Linked DNA regions of Capra hircus: region 1 is linked to region 2. Evidence: chromatin contacts called from public Hi-C data. All regions are on one chromosome and are shown on one strand. Each heading gives the region's core, a stretch centred on a gene start, on an enhancer-like site or on the middle of the called end of the contact. The rest is flanking DNA. Distances are from core to core; before and after follow the strand shown. Region 1 overlaps LPIN1 (phosphatidate phosphatase LPIN1). Region 2 overlaps LPIN1 (phosphatidate phosphatase LPIN1).

Evidence for each region. Hi-C and Micro-C count contacts between places; a contact is called where the count stands out from the background.
Region 1: a contact with region 2 is called in a Hi-C map of blood, with 9 times the contacts expected there. The contact joins two enhancer-like sites. A contact is called at or near these places in 4 of 5 Hi-C or Micro-C datasets (blood and liver).

What each region holds. Positions count from the first base shown.
Region 1 is chr11:85,775,060-85,779,432 of ARS1.2, forward strand. All of the region lies in intron 1 of LPIN1 (phosphatidate phosphatase LPIN1), which reads right to left. Among named protein-coding and RNA genes, the nearest start is that of LPIN1, 23 kb to the right of the region's middle. Within about 2 kb of position 1,647, at least 1 of the 5 cell types and tissues checked has an H3K27ac peak or open chromatin away from gene starts, as enhancers often do.
Region 2 is chr11:85,703,722-85,708,708 of ARS1.2, forward strand. LPIN1 (phosphatidate phosphatase LPIN1) reads right to left here. Exons shown (of 22, transcript XM_005686993.3): 9 at 3,913-4,231; 10 at 2,817-2,910; 11 at 1,956-2,146; 12 at 861-954; 13 at 86-155. Among named protein-coding and RNA genes, the nearest start is that of LPIN1, 94 kb to the right of the region's middle. Within about 2 kb of position 1,825, at least 2 of the 5 cell types and tissues checked have an H3K27ac peak or open chromatin away from gene starts, as enhancers often do.

The sequences.
Region 1 (4,373 bases), core at 397-2,896, 71 kb after region 2:
GTTTGCCATGTACTATGCCAGGAGCCAGGGATCCAGAGAGAAGCAAGACTTGGTACAAAGCCTGGGGCAACACCAGGTATCTAGGGACCTGGAAAGGATCAGGCCAAGCTGAGAGCCCAGGGCTCTCAAGGTAGTGCCTCTGGGCTCCTGGGGCACCTGAAGCCCAGTGAGAGCTCTCAATCCAGCCCATGAGCAGCAGCTCCGAGCCAAGCCTCCCCACTCTACCCCACACACATGACAGTCTTCCCCAAGGATTTCTCCTGGGTTGGCCAGAAAGTGAAAAGTGAAGGTTGCTTAATTGTGTCCGACTCTCTGTGAACCTGTGGACTGTAGCCGGCCAGGCTCCTCTGTCCGAGGAATTCTCCAGACAAGAATACTGGAGTGGGTTGCCATTCCTTTCTCCAGGGGATCTTCCCAACCCAGAGACAGTACCTGGGTCTCCTGCATTGCAGGCATATACTTTACTGTCTGAGCCACCAGGGAAGCCCATGCAAAAACCAGTTCTGAGGTGGGGCAGATAAATCTGGAAACATCAGATAAAACAGAGATAAAGATTTATTCCAGCATAGCTTCTTAGCACCCTTACCACCTCATTGAATGCTGTCCGTCTCCTAAAGGGAAAATAAAAGGCAGCATTTCCCCAAACCACACAACCTTGAAATCCCTTTTCACTGAGCAGATGATGATACCTGTGTGTTCAGTAACTCATTCAGGGGACATCCTGGGGCAGAAATAACAGGTGTGGTCTCCAACCCTGGGGGCCAGTCAGCCACGTTTCCTATCATACCATCCCCCAGGGAAGGCAAGGCAGCAATTCAAGTCTGAATGGGGAGACTAGTGGAAGGAGCCACAGGAAGTCTGGGACAGAGGGAGTGAAGTGAAAGTCACTCAGTCATGTCTGACTCTTTGCGACCCCAGGGACTGTACAGTCCATGGAATTCTCCAGGCCAGAATACGGGAATGGGTAGCCTTTCCCTTCTCCAGGGGAACTTCCCAACCCAAGGATCAAACCCAGGTCTCCACATTGCGGGCGGATTCTTTACCAGCTGAGCCACCAGGGAAGCCTAGGACGGAGGGAGGGAGGGTGGTAAAAATGAATGAAAACAGAACTCGTCTGTCTGTGCTATGGCGATGAGGTACGAGACTGAACCAGGGAGATTATACAAAATAGTTGAGAAACAGTTTTAGTACAGCCACTGCCCAAACCAAAGAGACATCCAACCAACCAGAAGGGACACATCAGCCTTGGATACACCGATTAGCATGTCAAGTATTTTTTTACAGGGTGACTAAAACAGATTCTAGAATCCGACCAGCTTAAATCCTAGATCCATCACAGACTATCTGTGTGACCTTGATCTAGTCCCTTAACTTTTCTGTGCTTCAACTTTTTCACCTGTAAAATGGGGCTGAAACTACATTGTTATGATAAGGATTGAATGTAAATGAACTTAAAGCACTTAGCCCCAAAACAGCTTCATAGCACACATTCAATAAATGTCATATTATTATGATGGTGACCAGTACGTGTAATTCAATGGCAGAATTAAGGTCCGGTGAAGCTTCTCACTGGTGCTGAGTCCACTGTGCCTGTCTCCTCTGCCAGGGGCTGTGAATAAGCTTAAGTGCTGTTGGCTGCTGCTGCTAAGTCACTTCAGTCATGTCCAACTCTCTGCAACCCCATAGATGGCAGCCCACCAGGCTCCTCTGTCCACAGGATACTCTAGGCAAGAATACTGGAGTGGGTTACCATTTCCTTCTCTAGAAGAGCGCTGTTGCAGTTCAGAGCAGAGAAACTGGCGAGCACAAGATTAGTCACGTCTGGTCACTAATTATTTCCTACCTGCCCTGCCCTGTCTAGGTACTGAGTTCATCATTAGGACAATTGCGAAGGTGACTAAGCCTTGATTGCTTGAGTGATTCAGAGATTAGAGTGCAATCATAACACACACGTACTGTGTGTCCCGTGCTGCACCAGGTGCTTCCTACATTCAAATTCTCATCATTCCTCTCTAAGTGTTGTGGGTATCACCATCCTGGTTTTTATTGGAGAAGCCAAGTTTCAGAAAGGCTGACGGATTTTCCCAAGGCCACACAGCCGACAGGCTCTTTCTGCCCTAGATCATTCTGTCCAACTGACCCCCTGCCTACTCACCCTCCATCTGTCTTGTGCTGCCTGACCCAGCTCCTGCAGGTGCCATCAATCGTTTCCACGTCAGCATTTCCCTAACCCCGTGTTCTTAACACCACACCTCTCAACTTGCCTTGCCTGCCTGTCCCCCACTGGACTGGGAGCTCCCTAAGACCAGCCACCAGCTTACTCTTCTTTCTGTTTAGAGCTCAGTACATGTGGCCACTCAATGACCATTATGTTGAATGTCTGAATGAGAGAATGAGTGAATGATGTAACCACAGGTGTGGTCAGCTGGCACACAGACCATATTTATATTAATAGCACTTATAGTTTCTCAACACAGTAGAGAGCGATTTCTCAAAGGCTTTGCATTTCATATGTCAAAGCTCATGACCCATGGCCATGGGGAAGCAGTGTGGAACTTCAGTTTCTATATTCTCTGTTTTATCATCTTTCCCCTGAACATCCTCCAGCAACTCAGACCCCTCAAGTCACGGAGGTGGTGGAGTGTGAGGTGACATCCAACCCTGGCAGGGTTTCCCCAAAGGATTGGAAATCGCAAGGCCCATGAAGTCAAACTTTGTTAGTTCTCCCAAAGCAGAGCACAAGTCAACTTATAACACACTTTATTCTTTTCCACTACAAATCATGACTTGGCCTCAGCAAGCAAGTGCCCCTTAGAAAGGTTTTATGTAGATATACTTTTTTTTTAAAGAGACACAATAATACAGTCCTGCCAATTCGAATATTTGTCTGAATTAATAAGCTCATCTTTTAAGATACAAACAGCCTTTAGAGAGAATAAACAGAGCAAACCTTTTACCCACAGTGTCCACAGATTAAATACACTCAGCAAATTCAGTTGCTCTGTGGGAAAAACAGTTTATAATGGGAGGAGGGGAATGGTGGAGAGTAAGGTCAGAGGGCATGTTTGGGGGAAAAGAATCAGAACCTGATCCACCAGTTCAAAAGTGGGCGGGTTTCTGTGCAGAAACAACCACCAAGAAGGTGAAGCAACTGCTGCCTCTGAAGACATTAGATCCACATGACTCTGTTCTTGCTGTTCCTAGAAGGGGCGGGAGAGGTGGGAGCCAGTCACAGCAGCGCTGATTCCGGGGAGGACGTTTACATAAAGAACCCGGAGAAAGCCTCTTGACCCTGCGTACACTGAGTTCCTTCTACGAAAGCATCTGGTCTCCTGAGACTGCTGGCCCCCTGCCAGGCTGGGGCATGGGCAGCGGACAAGAGGAGGTGACGGCAGAAGAATCAGGACAGGGCAGGACACGCTGTGCCCCAAGGACTCCGGCCCTGCCTCCAGCCCCGTCCCAGAGCACCAGGCACCGAACTGACCCAGAAGACAGACTTCCACATCCCTGTGCACCTGGGACCTGCAGGGGGAGGTGGGTGGGCTTCCCAGGTGGCGCTTGTGGTAAAGAATCCGCCTGCCAACGCAGGGTACATTAGAGATGCAGGTTCGATCCCTGGGTCAGGAAGAACCCCTGGAGGAGGGCATGTCAACCCACTCTAGTATTCTTGGCTGGAGAACTCCATAGACAGAGCGGCCTGGCACGCTACAGTACACGAGGTCAAAAGGAATAGGACTGAAGCGACTTAACACACACGCGTGCAGGGAGGTGGGCATTGGATGGAAAGACTGTTGCTCAAGAGAAACTGACAGCTCAGTTGTTTAAGTGCTGGACACAGTGATGCACTCTGACCATCCAGCTGCCTACACCCTGGCCAGGACTGCAGGCAAAGCTGGGCGCTTCCAGGCTGGGATATCACTCAAAGCTGAGAGAAACATGATAACCCTCCCCCTGGGGGTGGACTGGACCCTGGAGAGGGGCTTGCTCCTGGCCTGGGGAGATGGGCAGGAGGGGTTGTAATTGGGGTGGACGCAGGAAGGGCTTGGTACCAGGCTCTGCCAGGTGTCCACAGCGAAGAAGCTAATAAGGTGGGAGAGGTTTTTCAGCCAGCAAGATGGCCAACCAAGAGCTCCTCCGTTCAGCCTGCCTGTGATGGTGGCCTTTCCCTGTCCCCAGGCCAAGCCTCGTCACTATCAACAACGAGCAAGAAAGAAACCAGCAGGTCACCGAGCTTCAGCGAACGCCAGCTTCCTAGGGCTAAGAAAACAGGCCAAATTCCTTGGTTGTGATGTGCAGACTCCTCTGGCTGGCCAGGCTTTCAAGCCAAGGCAGTGAGAAGCAGGGGCCAAAGCCTGGTGGGGCCCAGAGTGGCC
Region 2 (4,987 bases), core at 575-3,074:
TCTAAAATAAAAGCTAAATTCCAACCCCCCAGATTCAGCGAGCCATCATTTTCATGTCCCTTTTCTTTCTCATGGTAAAGCTCACCTTTGGCAATGGTTTCTGGAAGGCCTGCATGGCCAGGAGCAGAGGCGCCGCTGTAGTCCAGTTATAGTATCTGACACAAAACAAGGAAAAGCGGTCAGAAGACCAAGGCTCAGACCTCTAACGTCCCGAGAAGCGGTCATGTGAAGCTCTGGACGTTCAGAGGGTCCTTAAAGAGCCCAGTACTGTGGCAAACACCCCAGGTCAGCCGCCACATGCCCCAACCTTGCAGAAGACCTTCCTCCAGCCAAACCCCCAGCGGCCACTGTGGCAACAAGACAAACGACATGGCAGGTGAGCCAGCGGCCAGCTGAGAGCAGCCCACGCCCCACTGGGAGTCAAGCCACTGATGCGCTGGAACATTTCTGGCCTACACTTCAGGGAAAAGGAAACGAAGACCCTCAGTTAACATGTAAACATCTGTGGCTTCCTCTAATGGGGAAAAGTTTGCCAGCAGCCTGTAAAAATACATGCACATTCTCTGACCCCAGACAACAAAGCTTTCAAGGAGTGGGTGCCCGGTCTATCTTGTGATAGAGGCCAGGGCTGTGACGTCACACGTCCCACTGTAAAATCTGGTGCAGCTGAATGCAAGCCCCACAGGATCCAGTTACATCAACGTTCTAACCATATAAGCGATGCAGCATTTTGCCAACAGTGAAGAGACAATAATAGATTTTAACAAAGACTTAAGTTTATACATTTCTAAGGGTTACTGAGAAGCTGAAGCTGAACGGGTATCACACAACGGCTGAAATGACTTTCGGGAGGAACTTACTTATTTCCGATCTTCACCACGAGATTGGGGTCATCAATGAGGGCAGGGTTGTCCGCAAACTGCTGATATGACACGGCCTGTTCCAAAAATGCATCTGTGAAGGCAAAGGGAGGCGGGGGGAATACAAAGAAGATTTAGTACAAACACCATGCCTGTTTTCACTCCCTCACAAGTATCTTCTGAGAGTTTATGCCATCCAGCTATGCAGACAATCCTATCAAATCTATTTGCCAAGGGGCCTTCAGTTAGTTTTGGGGGTTGTGTCTGTGCATAAATGAAGAGAGATGGGGGCAGCCAGAGGATGGGGGACAAGTGCATCCTTAATCAGGGCACATGTGTTTACATGGGAGCAGGCGTGTAGGAAACACCATAAACACAGGCCCCTGCAGAAGCAGACCACTGGAGCTCAAGGTATGGTCACCTGGGTGTGAGTCACAGTCATTGGTGTGACCTTCCACACCCACCTCCTCACCAGTGGTCATAAGGATGGACAAAGTCATGAATGAAAGCTCAGTGACCTGCCTAGGGCAGGTGGGGACACCTAGGGCCACCTGGTCCAGGGGTCATCAGCTGCAGTGGCTGACTGCACTCTCTGGAGGTCTCGGGGCCACCTCACCATGTAAATAGCATGAGATCCTGGGAAACTAGGGATAAAAATAGGGTGGGGGCTATGATTTAGCTCAGATCACCTAAGCCAACCCTGAGACACCCTTCTGACACAGCCAGGAAGGGTCCAGGGCTCGCTCAGACACCCCTCCTTCCTCCAGCGTTTCTGTACACTTGCTAACACTCTTTTCCCACTGTTGACGTTCCCACCACCCCGGGGCCCCACCCCACTGCAGGACGGGCACAAGCTGTGCTCAAACACGCCTAACGACCAGTGACCCAGTGGCCTTGTTGTCGCCTGGGGCGCCTGTGTGTGTGCCCTGCAGAACACTGCGGTCAGTCAGCCAGCCGCCGCCGAGCAGCAACATTTGGGTCCTGAGCCACAGTGAGTCACGTGCGCTCCTTCATGAGCCCGGGGCTTCGGGCCGGTCCAGCCGGCGGCCACCAGGGGGCGCTGCCGGCTCAAAGACGGCGGCGGCCGCGCGGTACCTTTGGTGATCTCCCGGTTGTCGCTGAGGCCCCCGCACAGGGAGATGGCGATGGACGGCAGGTCCCTCAGGCCGTCCGACGTGCTCTCCACGCCGCTGTCGACGCCAGAGCTGCCCACGGACTGAGGGGACTGGTTGGCGGAGCGGGCTCCGTTGTCGCTGGCGGGTTTCGTGAGGCCAGAAGGGTCTCCGCTGGAAGGAGAGGAGAGGGAGGGGCTGTGAGGAGGACTTGCCGCGCCTGGGGGGCGGGAGATGTCTCACTCAGATGTCAGGTGACCCCGGCAGTGAGAGGGACAAACGATGTCATCCCAGCAGACCCTCACTTAAGGCGCCATGGCAGGCACACGAGCTACATGAATGACCTTAGGAGGAGAAATAACCATTTTTAAACCCCTACGCCTCCCTGCGTTTCTCTCCCAAATGCACTGGAATTGACGGAATAGAGAGCATGCCCTCCCAAGAGGCCACCATCCTGTCACGCCCTCTCCGGAGCCAGGACTCCCCACAAATGATGGGAATCCCAGACCACAGGGCCCCCAAGGCCCCAGGGGACTTGCCCTGGGGAGGGGCAGGGCTGTGCATAGCTGATCTGGGATGAGGATCACTGACCACTGCAACATCACCTTGGTGTACCTGGGGAGATGGCCTCGAACCTGTGTCCCCGGCTCAAAAGCCATCCCAGGAGAGGGGGACAGCCATGCCCTCACGTCTACACAGGGTCCATGCTTTGACCGGTTGCTCCTCATGGTAAAACGTGGAACTCCTGAAGCTTTTTCTCACTCACTTTCTAATCAAATATAAGGAAAAAGCGGCTCCCAGGTTAACATATACAAAACATAGGAAGCATAAAAAGGGCTCTTACTTTTTGGGGAAATACAGGGCGGCGACTTCGGGATCCATGTCTGTGAGGTCATCTAAGTAGACGCCGTCAGCCCCCAGGTGTCGGCTTCGTTTGTCTGAAAAGGCACACGGGTCAGGTCAGAGCACCGTTCTTCAGATGCAACCTCACAGACTTCCGAGCCTCTCTAGAAAGAGCACTTGAGCACCGTGTGCAGATCTGCTCAGAAGGGTCCACTGAGTGAGTCGGGTAGCTTCAGTGAGCCTCAGCTCCCCAGCTGGGAGGGGCCTGAGAGGTACTAAGCACTCAGCACACTGACACAGTGATGGGTATTTTTATTATTATCAGTATGGGTTTTGTTATTATTATCACTAAACTGCAAAGCTTTCACTGAGCACTTCCCCATCAGTACTCTGAAGCCTCCTGAATGGTACATCGTTGGCCCCTAGCACCAGGACTGCAGCCTTCCAGTTTACTGTGGCCAAAGAATTACATCATCGGTTCATACAGACTAGAACCACCGCGCACAAAGCCACGCGGCTAACAGATGAGGCCTCATGGCATTGGTCTGGACAGGCAGCCAGGTGGGCCTTTGACTACATGTATGGAGCCCCCACCATGCGCCAACCACTATACGAAACACCAGGGAAACAGGTAAAAGGACAGAAATATTCTTGACCTCACAGAGCACGTATGTTCTAGTACGGAAGTCAGGCAAAAAAACAAACAAGTAATCACTTGAAACAGTGACACACGGTATGCAGAAATTAACACAGGGCAATGCACTAGAGGGAAACCAGGGGCAAGGAAAGCGGGGTGCAGACTAGCTTCATCATCAGTGTCTGGTGCAGTCCCAGCGTGGGGGACCCCAGCATCCCTGACCTGTCCAGTGGAGGGCTGTGGGGGTGGATCACTGCACCATCCCTGAGGCCTCCTTCAGGTCAGATTTTCTACAACTCAATTCTGAGAAAACACATATCCAGCAAAAGGGCAAGGGACTGAACAAGAGAGATGTCCTGTCTCCCCTCTGAAGAATCTTGAACTTTGGCTGGGGGAAGAGGCTGTGGTGGGCAGAGCCCCCAGCGCACAGGAAGGCACTGGGAAGCGTCGGCTTTCTCACCCTTTTTCCTGGAAGGCGAGTCCGTCTTGCTCGCAGCTACTGGGGCAGTGTGGGCAGAAGGGGCTTTGGGCTCCTCGATCGTGGGTAAAGGGGGGGCTGCTGCTCCCAAAGCCTCAATGTCGTCTTCGTTCACAAACTGTATCTCTGTCTGCGGCTTGTTCTGCTCCAGCAGTGGCTGCACCGGAGACGCCCTGACCAGTGTTGGTGACTGGTCACTAAATGCATCTGAAGATTCACTGTGGATGGCTTGGAAGTGCATTTTATCACAGATTTTCCTGCTGTTCAACGGGCTGGACTCTTTCATCTTATGTGGCGAGGACTGGATCAAAGGGGCAGGGAGGGAGAGAGAGAGAGGTCAGCAAAGAGTCGAGTCAACCAAAGGGCCCTGGGCAGGCACAACTGTAAAGGACACAGTGAAGCCTTGGCGGGTGGGAGGGGATGGCGCACCTGGTGACTCCCACACTTGCTGAAAAGTCTGGAAACCAACGATAGTATTTCCAAAGCAAATGAACTTTCATATAAAACATTAACTGCCAAATGGGAGTGAGTGAGTAAGTGAGTGAATGAGACCACCAACCTAACACAAATTTCCAGCAGGAGAAAGGGGAATGTATTCACACCACAGGGCGATCAAGGTGCTGAAAGTGAATTATGACACATGGTAACAGGACGAGCCTTGCAAAACTAAACTCTGCTATTAAAGCCAAGATTGGGTTTATCATTATTGGGGGGGAGGCGTCAGAACAGTAATTGCAAAGGGTCGGGGGGCTTCCAAGGTCTGATTTAGTCCTGGTCTGGATGCAGGTCACGTGGACACATTCACCTGTGTGAAGTGTGTGAAGTGAAGATGTTTCAGTCTTGGCACTCAGGATCTGGGTGTTTCTCTGCATGTGTGGTACAGTTCAATGAAGTCCACCCCCAAAACGTGAGTGAACAAGGGCAGACTTGGTGGCTGGTTCCCATGAGTGGGAAAAGGGCATTTCTGACGCTAACTCTCCAAGGAATTTCCAGTTATGGAAAAGATTTATCCAAACAGAAATCAAAACGCAGCTCGTGGGCTGGAAAGCGGGGAGCA